2 separate regions of the Mus musculus genome follow, and region 1 is linked to region 2. The links are chromatin contacts, called in public Hi-C maps. All regions are on one chromosome and are shown on one strand. Each heading gives the region's core, a stretch centred on a gene start, on an enhancer-like site or on the middle of the called end of the contact. The rest is flanking DNA. Distances are from core to core; before and after follow the strand shown. Region 1 has its middle 13 kb from the start of Gramd1c. Region 2 overlaps Zbtb20 (zinc finger and BTB domain containing 20).

The links. A called contact is a pair of places that touch in the nucleus more often than the background predicts.
Region 1: a Hi-C map of the N1E-115 cell line shows a contact between it and region 2, with 4 times the contacts expected there. The contact joins two enhancer-like sites. A contact is called at or near these places in 10 of 484 Hi-C or Micro-C datasets (3T3-L1-derived adipocytes, the HL-1 cell line, the N1E-115 cell line and 6 more) and 2 of 115 datasets of contacts at active chromatin or transcription factors (embryonic basal ganglia and oligodendrocyte precursor cells).

The regions. Positions count from the first base shown.
Region 1 is chr16:44,051,855-44,058,007 of GRCm38.p6, reverse strand. It overlaps a transcript of Gramd1c not described here. Among named protein-coding and RNA genes, the nearest start is that of Gramd1c, 13 kb to the right of the region's middle. Within about 2 kb of position 1,322, at least 18 of the 459 cell types and tissues checked have an H3K27ac peak or open chromatin away from gene starts, as enhancers often do. A contact at or near this core is called in the N1E-115 cell line, where this site is marked.
Region 2 is chr16:43,587,985-43,593,660 of GRCm38.p6, reverse strand. The region is part of intron 9 of Zbtb20 (zinc finger and BTB domain containing 20); the gene reads right to left. Among named protein-coding and RNA genes, the nearest start is that of Mir568, 50 kb to the left of the region's middle. Within about 2 kb of position 1,985, at least 71 of the 459 cell types and tissues checked have an H3K27ac peak or open chromatin away from gene starts, as enhancers often do. A contact at or near this core is called in the N1E-115 cell line, where this site is marked.

The DNA of each region.
Region 1 (6,153 bases), core at 73-2,572, 470 kb before region 2:
CTCCTGAGACTTAGTTTTTTTCCCCTTTTGTTGAAAACAGATTTTCCCCCCTTTACGTAATATATTCTGATTGTGGTTCTCCCTCCCACCCTCTTCCCAGGCCCTCTCCACCTCCTCGCTTGTCTGAGTCCACTTCCTTTCTGACTCTCATTAGAAAAGAGTAATAATAGAATGTAACAAAATACAATATAATAAGATAAATAAAAAACTATCATGTTGAGGTTAGAAAAGACAAACCAGCAGAAGGAAAAGAGCCCAAGAGAAGGCACAAGAACCAGAGACCCACTTGTTCCCACACTCGGGAGTCCCATAAAAACACTAAGCTAGAGGCCACAACATATACACAGAGGACCTACATGTTGCATGGATGCAGACCCACGCAGGTTCTGTGTTTTTGCCTCGGTGTCTGTGGGTTCATATGAGTTTACTCATGTTGCCTTAGAGGCCCTCGTTTGCTTGGTGTCCTCTATCCTCTCTGCCTCTTACACTCTCTCTGTCCCTTCTTCCTGTGGCTTACCTGAGCTCTAAGGGGTAGGGAGAATTTGATGGGGACATCCCATTTAGGGCTATGTGTTCCAGGATCTCTCATTCTCTGTGTAAAGTCTGGCTAAGCTTATTTTTTGTAGCTGATATTGATGTAACTGAGGAAATTTTATAGCTCTGAGGGTTAAGTAGCTGTGGTTACTCTTGGATGACTTAAAGCAAGACAGTTATAGAAGGAAAGAACAACAGAATAACACTTTGGAAACCAGACGCTTGCATCTGAAGGTGTAGGGGGCAACAGAACCATCGCCGTCTATGATCTGGATAAAATACAACATCTTGGGCTCAATGACTAGATTGAGATGTTTGTTTGTTTGTTTGTTTGTTTGCTTTACAAGATGTCCAGATGACTTACATGTTTTAAAATTTGCAAAGCATCAAAGGTCTTCATTGCCTCTGTTTAGGTCTCTAAGATAATTTCACAGTCTTAGGAATTTTTGTATACATTCACATTGAATGAACTTAAAGATCAGAATGACATCTTGAGAATTTGAGAGACTTTCCCAGAAGTTAAGGAACCTTTGGAACTGATCCAAACACCAGAACATTCTAGACCAGAGAAACAAACCTTAAAGACCCTGCTCAAGATTAATTAGAGTTCTGGTAGACACAGCTATGAACATGATTCTCCACCTCTTCATCTGGAGTTTCCTCGGTATGCTTTTGTCATATTTTAATAGGCTTATGTAAGTTGATGAGATCACTGAAGATACAATAACTGCTTGAGGAAGATACCTGGGAAGCAGCAAGGAATGCCAGCACTCAGGTAGCATAGCCACTCGGGCTGCCTAATTCAAGGGCCCAGTGTCTGTGTAGTTAAGTCATTCCTTAGTGTGAACCCGTGCTCCGAGGAAGGTACTGTCGGCAGACTTCATCATTGTGCAGCCAGCATAAAGTGCACTAATACAGACACACATGATCAATTATGATGCGCCGTCCACAGATGTGCATGCTAGACCTCCATAGGGCGGGCAGTTCTGGCACTTCAGGAGGTTCATCTGCAGTAGCATTGCCACAGACTGGTGAGCAATGTGTCGCACCGTGACATTATGACTGATGCAGCGTGACTAGGTGATAGGAATTATTTTAGCTTCCTATAATTTCATGGAATCATGTTGCGAGAGTTTTACTACCCTGCCTTATGCTCCTGCGCAGGCCGCACTTCCAACCAACCGCCCAGGGAATCTTTGAATCCGCAGATGAAAGACACACAAACATTAGCTCATCTTTAGCTTCTCTTATTGGCTCAGTGGATGGGCTCTTCTAAGCCTTTAGCAGCTACTACACCCATCTCTTTACTCCTAGCTCAACACCTCTAACTCTGCCCTCAGCTTAGTTGCCCGGTTACCTTCTGTGAAGCCCAATGGTCCTGCTGCCCAAGAGGCTTTCAGATTTCTCTCCCAAGTATCTTCCCTTCCTGCCTTCTCCTGTCTCCTAGGAACCTGGAAGTCCCGCCTCTTTCTTTCTGCCCAGCCATTGGCTGCTGGCATCTTTATCGATCAATCAAGAACCAATTGGGGACATGGACCTTAGCATGTGGCCACCCAGATTCCCGATCAAAGCATCAAACCACACCCTCTACAGAACCGCCCCAGCGTCTACATCTGGAAGCTTTCTGAGTGGGCGGGGTTGGAGCGAGGAGGAAGAATGGGGTTAACTGTATCAGTATATAGTCTACTTAAAAAAAAAAAAAGTCCACTGTTGAAGAAACTCATTACACAACATACAACTGTTACCATAACCAAGAGAATGATGTTTAGGAAGTCTGGAAGAAATTTTATTTCCACCTACTTTAATTCAATCTGGTTTCTACCATGGACTCTTCCATGTTGCTTGATTTTCTTTTCTTATGATAATGTCAGAAAATCAGTACAATGCAATAAAAAGGCAGAGTTCACAGAATTCAGACTCAACACCAGGAAGACCTGGTAGTGTAGCAGGAACGTTCTCACGAGGCAGGAAATGTGTCGTTTAACCCAAATCAAGAATGCCAGGGCCATTTCAGAGTCGGGGAACCAAGAGCTGTGTCCCTTTTTACTTTACAAAGATGACAGTTGTCTGTCTCTATAAGAATACAACTCTAATAAGTTTCTTTTATTTAAATTTTCTTTAATGGGTGTAAATCCAAGGTCCTAGTGTACGTTAGGACAGAGCTTCACCTCTTGGCTCTTGTTCATAGTTCACAGTTCATGTGCCGGTTGGCTCAAGCAAAAGTAGATGAAGTATCAGGTTTCATGCGGCATCATAGCTACCAAAATTTCTTTCGAGGATGCAGTGCCAGGTAGGTTTGTACTGCTTTTCAAACTCCTTGTTATGGGCTGTCTGGTCCCTCCCCTGTTTTCTTCTTTTAATTCCAGGGATCTAACCCATGGACTTTTGAATGCTGACTTAATGCTCCACCACTAGGCTAGATCCCCAGCCCACAGCGTACTCTGTGTGTTGTATGAATGTGTCTCCAACACCTGGCGCGTGTCCTGCCCTGAGCCCTGTTGCTTCTCCTCCCGTGATCTGCGTTTTTTGATCTTACCCTTCAGTCCCTCGGGGTTACCAGGGGACGCACAACCAGAGTTGTGGGTCTCCAGGGGACAGGCTTCCTGGCACCCTACATGCCTATGGGAGGAGCTGCTGTCATTACCAAAGCTGTGGCACAGCTCCTGGAAGGTGTCTGATAAACAGGCCACAGACTTCTTAAAGTCTGATGTTTCAAGAACTAAGGAAAAGGCAGTAATGAAGAATAATACATCCAGGCAGCTGTTCCACAATAGTGAACTTGGAGGGCAGTGTGACATACCTGAGTGAATTAGCTTGAAAATAGAACACTGGGGATAAAATAGCGTCTGCTCTGCCCCTAGTGGCTTTGCCGTCTAGGGTGCCCTACAGCCTACCTGACTTCAGTGGAATCACTTGTAAAATAGAGATTGAGTCACAGTCTGACAATATAGGTCAGTCCGAATGGTATGCAGTTAGATAGATGTGCTAATATGTGTCTTTCTTGTAAGACTGCTTAAATGCAGGGTATTGGTAGGACTAAGTCTCCATAGTTGCTGATGGTGAGAGCCATAGCTTCAGGTTTTCTACTTAACTCTTGTGATCAAAGCTGGGATATATGAGTGTGTGTTTATATGTATTTATTTACTTACACGAATTGCAGTGCTTAATCCTAGACTATGAGAAATAACTTTCACTGTCGACTTTTATACCTCATGAAACCAAAAATGGTAACAAGTGAAATTGAAAATAAAGTTAATGGCAAATAAATATTTATACATTTTGTCTTTTACCTGTTAGTAAAAAGTACATGGCAAAAGGGAAAAAAAAAGAGAGTTTTTTTTTTTTCTCTTACCAACTAAAATAATGATATATTCCATATGGATTAAAATCCCAGAGGCCAAGCAGACAGCTCTGCGACAGGGCTGTTTGTTGAGTTAGCTCTCTTAGTGATGTGCAGTTAGCCACTTGTGGGAGTAGGAAGGGGCCTCTGGGGTTCTGTGTTGTGTGTGTTTAGAGGGTGACTTAACTAGATGCAGTACTTCTGTGAATAAGGTGTTGATCACTGGCCCTCCTGTCTTACTTTGATAGTCGGTTAAGTTCCCCTTAGAAAATATTTGTCAACTGTGTAAACTCATCTCCTTACTAGCTGGCTTAGTTGGTGATTTTATTTTAAAAGTGAACAAATTATAGTTTTCTGAAATTTGTAACTAAAATGAAAGTCTCTGTATTCACCTTAAATCACTATGATCTTTAAAATTCCTAACATAGAATAGGGGTGATATAAATCTTAGAAAGTAAATAGGAAGAGAAGATGGAGCAGGAGAATTTTGAAAGTGCTCAGAATTCAAGTCAACCATGCCCTTCTATCCTTTTGTTCTAAAACATTTAAGAATAAAGCATACTCATTTTATACTACACTCAAATAATGATCAGCATATGGAAAGTATTAAGCCAGCCTCTAATCACAGTCCAGCTGTAATTTAGGTTGTCCAAGGAGCCAGACATCTTAGTTCTGTGGTTTCTCGCTGAGTTATGGTCATGCTCACATTACTCGCAGCTACAATGTTCTGCTTGAAAGTGGGGAGAAAACTCCCTGCAGGCCCGATGCGTAGGCACACGTAGGGTTAATTAAAGCTGAAGTATACATTTTGTCGAAAGAGGCCAAGAAGGCCACTGAGGATTAATTATTGTGTTTGTGAAGTACTTTGGTAAGTTTAGAGGAAAGCTGCCCTGTAGTCCCGTTGTGTTCTGGGGCGAGTACAGCCCATGTTATTCAAACCTATGAAGTCTATGCTGCATTTTATGATGATGGCATTTTAAAAAGGAAGTTTTCTCTCAGAATCACTTTTAATTTAATTCTATTTGAAAATGTTTATGTATATATCATATATATGTGTATATATATATATACATATATTTGTTAAGCACTTTTATAAATTGGGGAGGTATTGTCTAACATTTTTAGATTTAACTATAAGAAAGAAGGAGTTAATATTTTTGGCAATAGGAGGAGGGGAATGTTTAAATTAAATGAACATTTTAGTAAAACTATCAAGAGATACAGAATACACTGTTGTAAACTGTGTGTGCTCGCTGTATGCATATATGTGTTGGTGCATACAGGTGTTCAGGTCAGAGGTTGGTGCTGGATGGCTTTCCTAGGCTGTTCTCCATGTCAGTATATGTTTTAGATTTAAATTACATTCTTGAGGCTTATTTGCTTTTATTTTATGCGTATGGATGTTTTGCCTGCTTTCATGACTGTGCACCGTGTGCACACAGTGACTGGGGTGGCCAGAGAAGGCTGCAGATTCCATGGAACTGAGTTGTAGAGGGCTGTAGACCACAACGAGGGTACTGGGAGTCAAACCCTGGTTCTCGAGAAGACTAGCCAGAGTCTTAACTGCTGAGTCATCTTTCTAGCCCAGATTTAGCTTTCTCTCATTTCATGTATTTTGTATATATGTACATGTACGTGTTTGGGCATGTATGCCATGGAATGTATTGTCAAAGGATAACTTGTGTGAGTCTGCTCTATGTGGGACCTGGGGGTCAAACTCAGATAATCGAACTTGGTGGCAAGTGCCTTTACCCCCTGCACTATCTTGCTGGCCTTCTCTACTTTAGAGACAGGGTCTCTGATTGAACCTGGAGCTCACCCATTTTGCTAGATTCCCCCAGGATCTGCCGTTCTCTTTCCTGTCAACCAAGGCTGAGGGTTACACGTGTGTGCTGTTGTGCCTGGCTTCCTGTACATGGATGCTGGAGCTCTGAAAGCACCCGTGCTTGTGCAGCACGCTTTCCCTCTGAGCCATTTTCCCCTCTGTTACAGTCATGTTCATAATGCTTATCTGGGATTATAGATTATACAATAACAAAGAACGTGCTTGAGGGCTAGGAGGAAGAATGAAGTGATTGCTTGAGTTATAGGCATGTGAGCTAATGCCAAGGCGGCCCTGGCACGGGATAGGAGGGCATCCCTCAAACTTACATGGGTTAGGACCGAGAATGCTTCAAAAAGCCATGACTCTTAAAGACTTGTACCATCTGGGAAATGTTGGCAAGGAGAGAAATCTACCTACATCTTCAAACTAAAGACAAGAGAACTCATCTAGCTAA
Region 2 (5,676 bases), core at 736-3,235:
GAACACAGGTTGCTAACTGGATCCCTGACACTGTCCCACACATTCCCCCAAAGGGGTAGGTGTTCTCTTTGGTTACTTCTCCATAACAGACACTGTACAGACACTGCTGAGAATAAGTGGAGCTCAGGGCTCATTTGCTCTGAGGTGAGCCTACCCGTTGTTCCAGGAGGTCCTTCTAGTCCCTGGTGGCCCACATCTGTTCTTCCTCTTGGGTTTTGTTTTTAATTTCCTTACTCTCTCATTAGTTAATAACCATGGCTCTGTCTTCACCATGAACTTATGGTTTATGAACTTACCTCACTTCTTTTAAACCACACTCATCTGTTTATTATTTCTGATCTCTGTTAAGTTATTCTCAACTTCCTGACTTCATCTGTCCTAAGAAATATTCTACTAGGCCCTTCTGCCACTGACGATTCAGTGGATGCCAAAGATGGCGAGCCACGTTTATATGAAAGGGAAAGAGACACCTAGTCTGGAAAGTGAGGTAGAAAATTATCAGGCTCCACTCTTGCCTGACCCAGGGAAACCAGTGCTTGGTAGTAGATGCTAGAAGCTATCTATCAATGGGTGCTGACAACAGCTCTTTATATTTATGTTAACAGTGTCGGGGATTGTTTAGAATATTTTCACTTGCTGGCCACTGGGTGTCCTCATTTACAAAGTAAATATGCAACATTTAGTGCAGGTCACCAGGGAGAATAAAAGCCACTAGTCTTCTCTTTGGCTTTTCACATACTGGGTCTAAATTTATTGCTAAACTCACAACCAGGTTGTATATTAGTAATGTTTAAAAGTTTTCAGGTCAAACTGTTAAAAGTTTTTAAACCAAAAACAAGTTATTCAGTGTCCAGACAGGAATTTAAAAGGCTGTTTCTTCACAGAAGGGACTGTGATGCAGCCATTAGAATGAGCCCTTATTCCTCTGAAAACTGGCATGAGACTGTGACTATCTGCAGAGATCCAGCATAGAGAAGCAGAGAAGATCTTAATTTATTCTCAAAAAGAGAGAGAGAAAATACCAAATATCTCTATGGGATATTTGTTAGATTCTTCTTCTTTTTTTTATCTTGACTTTTCTGAAAAGTAATTAAAAATAATAATGAGAAAGATAAAATATGTCCTTTGTCTGAGAAGCCCAAAATAATGTAAAAAATAGCACAACGTGCTGGGTCAGCATCATGACTATTAATCATTTCACATTTGAAGCCAGAGAACAGAGTCGGGCCTTTGTGGACCAGTTATTTCATCTATAAATGAAGATGTTTATGCTCCATGGGGTTGTCTTGGGAGAAGCCAAGCAGAGTCCTAAGGCACACTGGGCTCCTGGGATGAGAGACTGCATATGAGAGGGGCTGAGGACATTAATAACATTCTGTGGTTGCATCACAGCTGTGGATGACTTCGCTCTGATGGCAGATACGAATCAAGGCCAAAGCTTGTACAGCCAACAAATATTTCCTGGCTTGGTCATTCTAGGGCTCTGAGGTCGACATGCTCTTGCAACCACTTTCTATGCGTGCTGATCTGATTTTCTGCTTTTCCACAACTCTCCCTGTCTCCTCACTTTGCTTATAGTAATGAAGGAATTCTTTCCTTTTCACGCCAGAAAATATTTCTGCCCTACAATCCTGCTAACTCCTCAAAGTGGAGACAGAGCTACTATTAAGAGTAGAAGGGGACTTGCCTTCAAATGTCATACTTGGCTAATTAGCTAATCTTTCTCAAAAGTAAACTTCGCTGGGATAATTTTTTCACTAGTGTACATCTCTGCTTAATTATTATTCTTTGGCATGTCATTTTGGTATATAAATTATCAACATGATCCTGTGCCATAACTGGTAATTTATACAGATAATATCAGGGAAAGAGGAAGCTCTCTGAGCTATTCACTGCTTTTCAGAGATAGATGGTCTTGCCTTTGCTGGCTTTGCTTACCAGGGTTTTTGCTTGTAAAAGACCACCCACTCCTGCTGCCAGGACAGCAATCTATGGCTCTTAATCAATAGTTAAGTGCACAACAATGCACAATAGCTGGGTCACTCTCATCCTGTGACTGTACAAAAGCTTCACAATGCCTTTGCAGTAGATGGAGAAGTCTCCACTTTAGTTTAAAGATCTTTAAGTTCCTAGGATTGAGACTATTTTCCAAGTCTTTAATTAGTAGAGTCATGTTTGAACTACTGTAACCTCGAAGACACATATCTGCAGAGTCCTTCTGATCATATTTTACCCTAAGAGCTTTCCCACTTTGGCTTCCTTGGTTTGCTCCTCTAATTTCACTTTCAAAACTTCTTGAGGCTCAGTGGCTGAACACTACACAGCATGGGCCTTATCTGATGTGCCGGCGCCTGGTGTGGCCTAAGACACACTGGTGTTTTGTTCTTACAGTACGGAACTGATGTTCTGAAACCTAGACTCCAACACAAAGCAGATCATTAGCTCATTTAAGTGTCTCTTTCTTTCCTCCCAGCCTCCTCCTACCCACCCCAATACTTCCTTAGTCTTATGTACTGGCAGCAGATGGCAACCATATTCCAAAGCTGAGTATATACAAAATCATGCCATGGAGAACAGAGTGGCTTCAAAGTTAGCCTTTCTATTCAAGTGGGATGGCAGAGACTTCTGGAACAGGGGACTCATCTCTCGTTCACTTAATCCTCTATTCATTCAGCCAGGAATTTGTTTTCTTACACATCTTTCTACTGTCCAGCCAGTTGAAGGAGGGTGGGTGTGAAGCAACTCTCTTGAGGGCCCCTCCAGCAGGAGGGCCCTAAGATTCTATGCCAAGCTCTTATTTCCCTGGGCCAGCTCTGCCTGCTGCGGATCCAATCATGCCATTCCCAGGGGAGGAGCTCTGGAGCATTGTGTGTGGGGGCTGGATTTCTCAAGAACCATCTCCTTGCTATACTAACAGTCATATGCTGCCTTCGCCAGACAAAGACTGGACCTGGGAAGATGATGAGACAAGAAAGAATGGTTGGGGCTGCACAAAACTGTACCCCATTTGACAGTGATGGAAAGCAGAAGTGGGAGATCTTTCCTTTTAGTTATTGCAAGGTTTTCTAGAGCTTTCACCCAATCATCTGTTTGAGCATCTTGTGAAGAACATCTATTTTCATATCTATGAACAAACAGGCACCAGATTATATTACAAAGTTGACCTTAACCCTGCCATATTGCTATTAAAATCAAAACATGTAGCGGTCTATGATCAAGAGAAAGCACTCTGTTTTCCCAGCATACAAACCTGAGGGTATCTGGGATGCACTTTGTTATGTAGGTCTGCTGAGTGGAAAAATTCAATTCAATATTATAACCCTGCAATATGCTCAGTAGTACAGTTCCCTGAGCTGCCCTATCTCCTTCAGTCATCCATTCTGCAAACACTGGCTGAACACCTACTATGGCTAAGCACTTTACTGGATCCAAGAGATGAGGAAATGGACAACAGCAGAGTTTGCCTGGATAAAACAGGCATTCAACATTTTAGCTGGGGCTGACCATTCAGCGGCACAGCAACTGCCTAGCAAGTGTGGGGCAACAGGTCCGCTTCCCAGAATGACAAAAATGAATGTATGAATAAGTAAATAATAAATTATTAAAATAAGGAGTTACAAGAACTGGCAAGGAGCCTTTGAGATGGATCAGTGGATGGAGATACTTGCTACTCCAGCTGATGACCTGAGTCCAACCCATGCCTCTATACGATGGAAGAAAAGAACGAGTAAGTTATCCCTGGCTTCTACACACATGCTGTGGAGTATGTGTGTGTCCCCTCCTCACATGTAATGCTTTTTTTAAAGCTGCCAGAGCATGGATGTTATGGCTAACCCCTTTCTGACTGGAGTTTAGGCCTGCTCCAAGGAGGGAGCTCATTCTGATACAGTAAACCTTGTCCAAAGCTTGTGGCTGGGAGACCATCGGTCCTAGGGAAACACACTCCCATCACTCGGATAAATGGACATGTGGTCAAACTGCCTTCTAAACAGTCATGTTTACACACACAGATCAGGGCTGCCTTCATCAGGGAGATTTGTTTTGCAGTAGGCAGTGGTTAAGCAGACACAAGAGAGCTGAGACTTCAATGGGACATCTACCGCCCTCTTCAAGACTCAGAGAACATCATCAAAGGGAAGAGGACTGGAAGGTGTGTCGCAAAAGAGGTATTCTAGAGATGACATATCACTGCAACAACAGGTATCCACATCAGTCCTGTACAAGAGTGCGTGCCTCAATATCTCTTCATGGTCAGAGGAGGGGCTCATGAGACTCCATGATTCCCTAAGGAACTACTGATAATTAATGCTGACCAGGGCTCCATGACATAACCTGTCACCATTGCCCATACAAGAAACTGTAACTAAACTTACAGAGTCATAACTACACACAAAAGACATTAAGGAGGGAGGGGGGCATTGCTGGGATTGAACAGTTTCAGAGGGAGAAGGAAAAGGATGGGAAGGTAATGGGTGTGTGCATGTGTGAAATGACTAAAATTCATTATATACACATATGAAGCTCTCAAATATTTTTAAAGTATATATATATATATATATATATATGCATCCATATATATTTCTAAGATTATTTGAGAGTTATATATTATATAAGAATATATTATTAATATTAAAAGTTATATGACACACACATATACTGGCTATGTTATTTGAATAACAGGAATGGTTCACCTTGCAGTGCTGCTTCTGACTCTTCAGAGGGTTTGGACCCCTGCTACCAAAAATATTCTGTCTTCAGTTCCTTCTACTGTTAGACGGGCTCCCTTCTTGGCTACAATACTGAGAGTTCAGATTGCAATGCTGCTGCTGCCTCTTCTTTTTTTTTTTCCCTTTTGGGTGGGATGGTAACTGTGAGGATCGTTACTCTGTGAGCTACACATATATTTTCTCTGTAAATATTGTACCATCTAATTTGCGTCTTTGGATTCTGCTGATTAGCCATCAACATGTGATTTAAGAAATTCTGCATGCAAGATGCAGAACTCATGACTCAGTAAGTTATCATTTTAAAGCTCTGACTTGGGATGTATACAGACTTGCACATAATCTGCTTTGGCTTTCAATCTGCAGCTATTACTGGAAGATTTGAAGATCAAGTTCCTCCATGTGTGTCCTTGCAATTCTACACCCACCAGCAGAAACACTCAGGAAGAAAGAGAAGCAAATGTCTAAAACCTCTCCACATACTGCCCCAAACTATGTGGGTACCACAGGACAGGAAGCAGGGACAAAGTCAGCAAGCCTCATTGAATTTATTCTTCAGGTTTTATTTTCCTCCTAACTATTGCAAACTGTTTCAGAAATGAAAATGGTACCCAAGCCAGGTAACTGAGAATAATTCTCATTTTCATCAAACACATTTACTTTTTCTAACTGCACCTGATTTTGAATGATCTCAAAATACTCTAAAGTCATCAGGAAGACTGTCTTTTAAAGATATATATGTATGTATGTGTACATACATACATATACATACATAATACATGTATACATACATACATACATATGTGTATACACGCACATTTTTGCTTGGATTTCTCTCTGCAGAAGGCTCTGTGATATGGCAGAACAATGGTCTGCCTGTTTTAAGGTTTGATCTATGATATCTTCATGAATCTGGCCATGGGAAGCTTACACGGGGTGTGTGCAGGCTGGC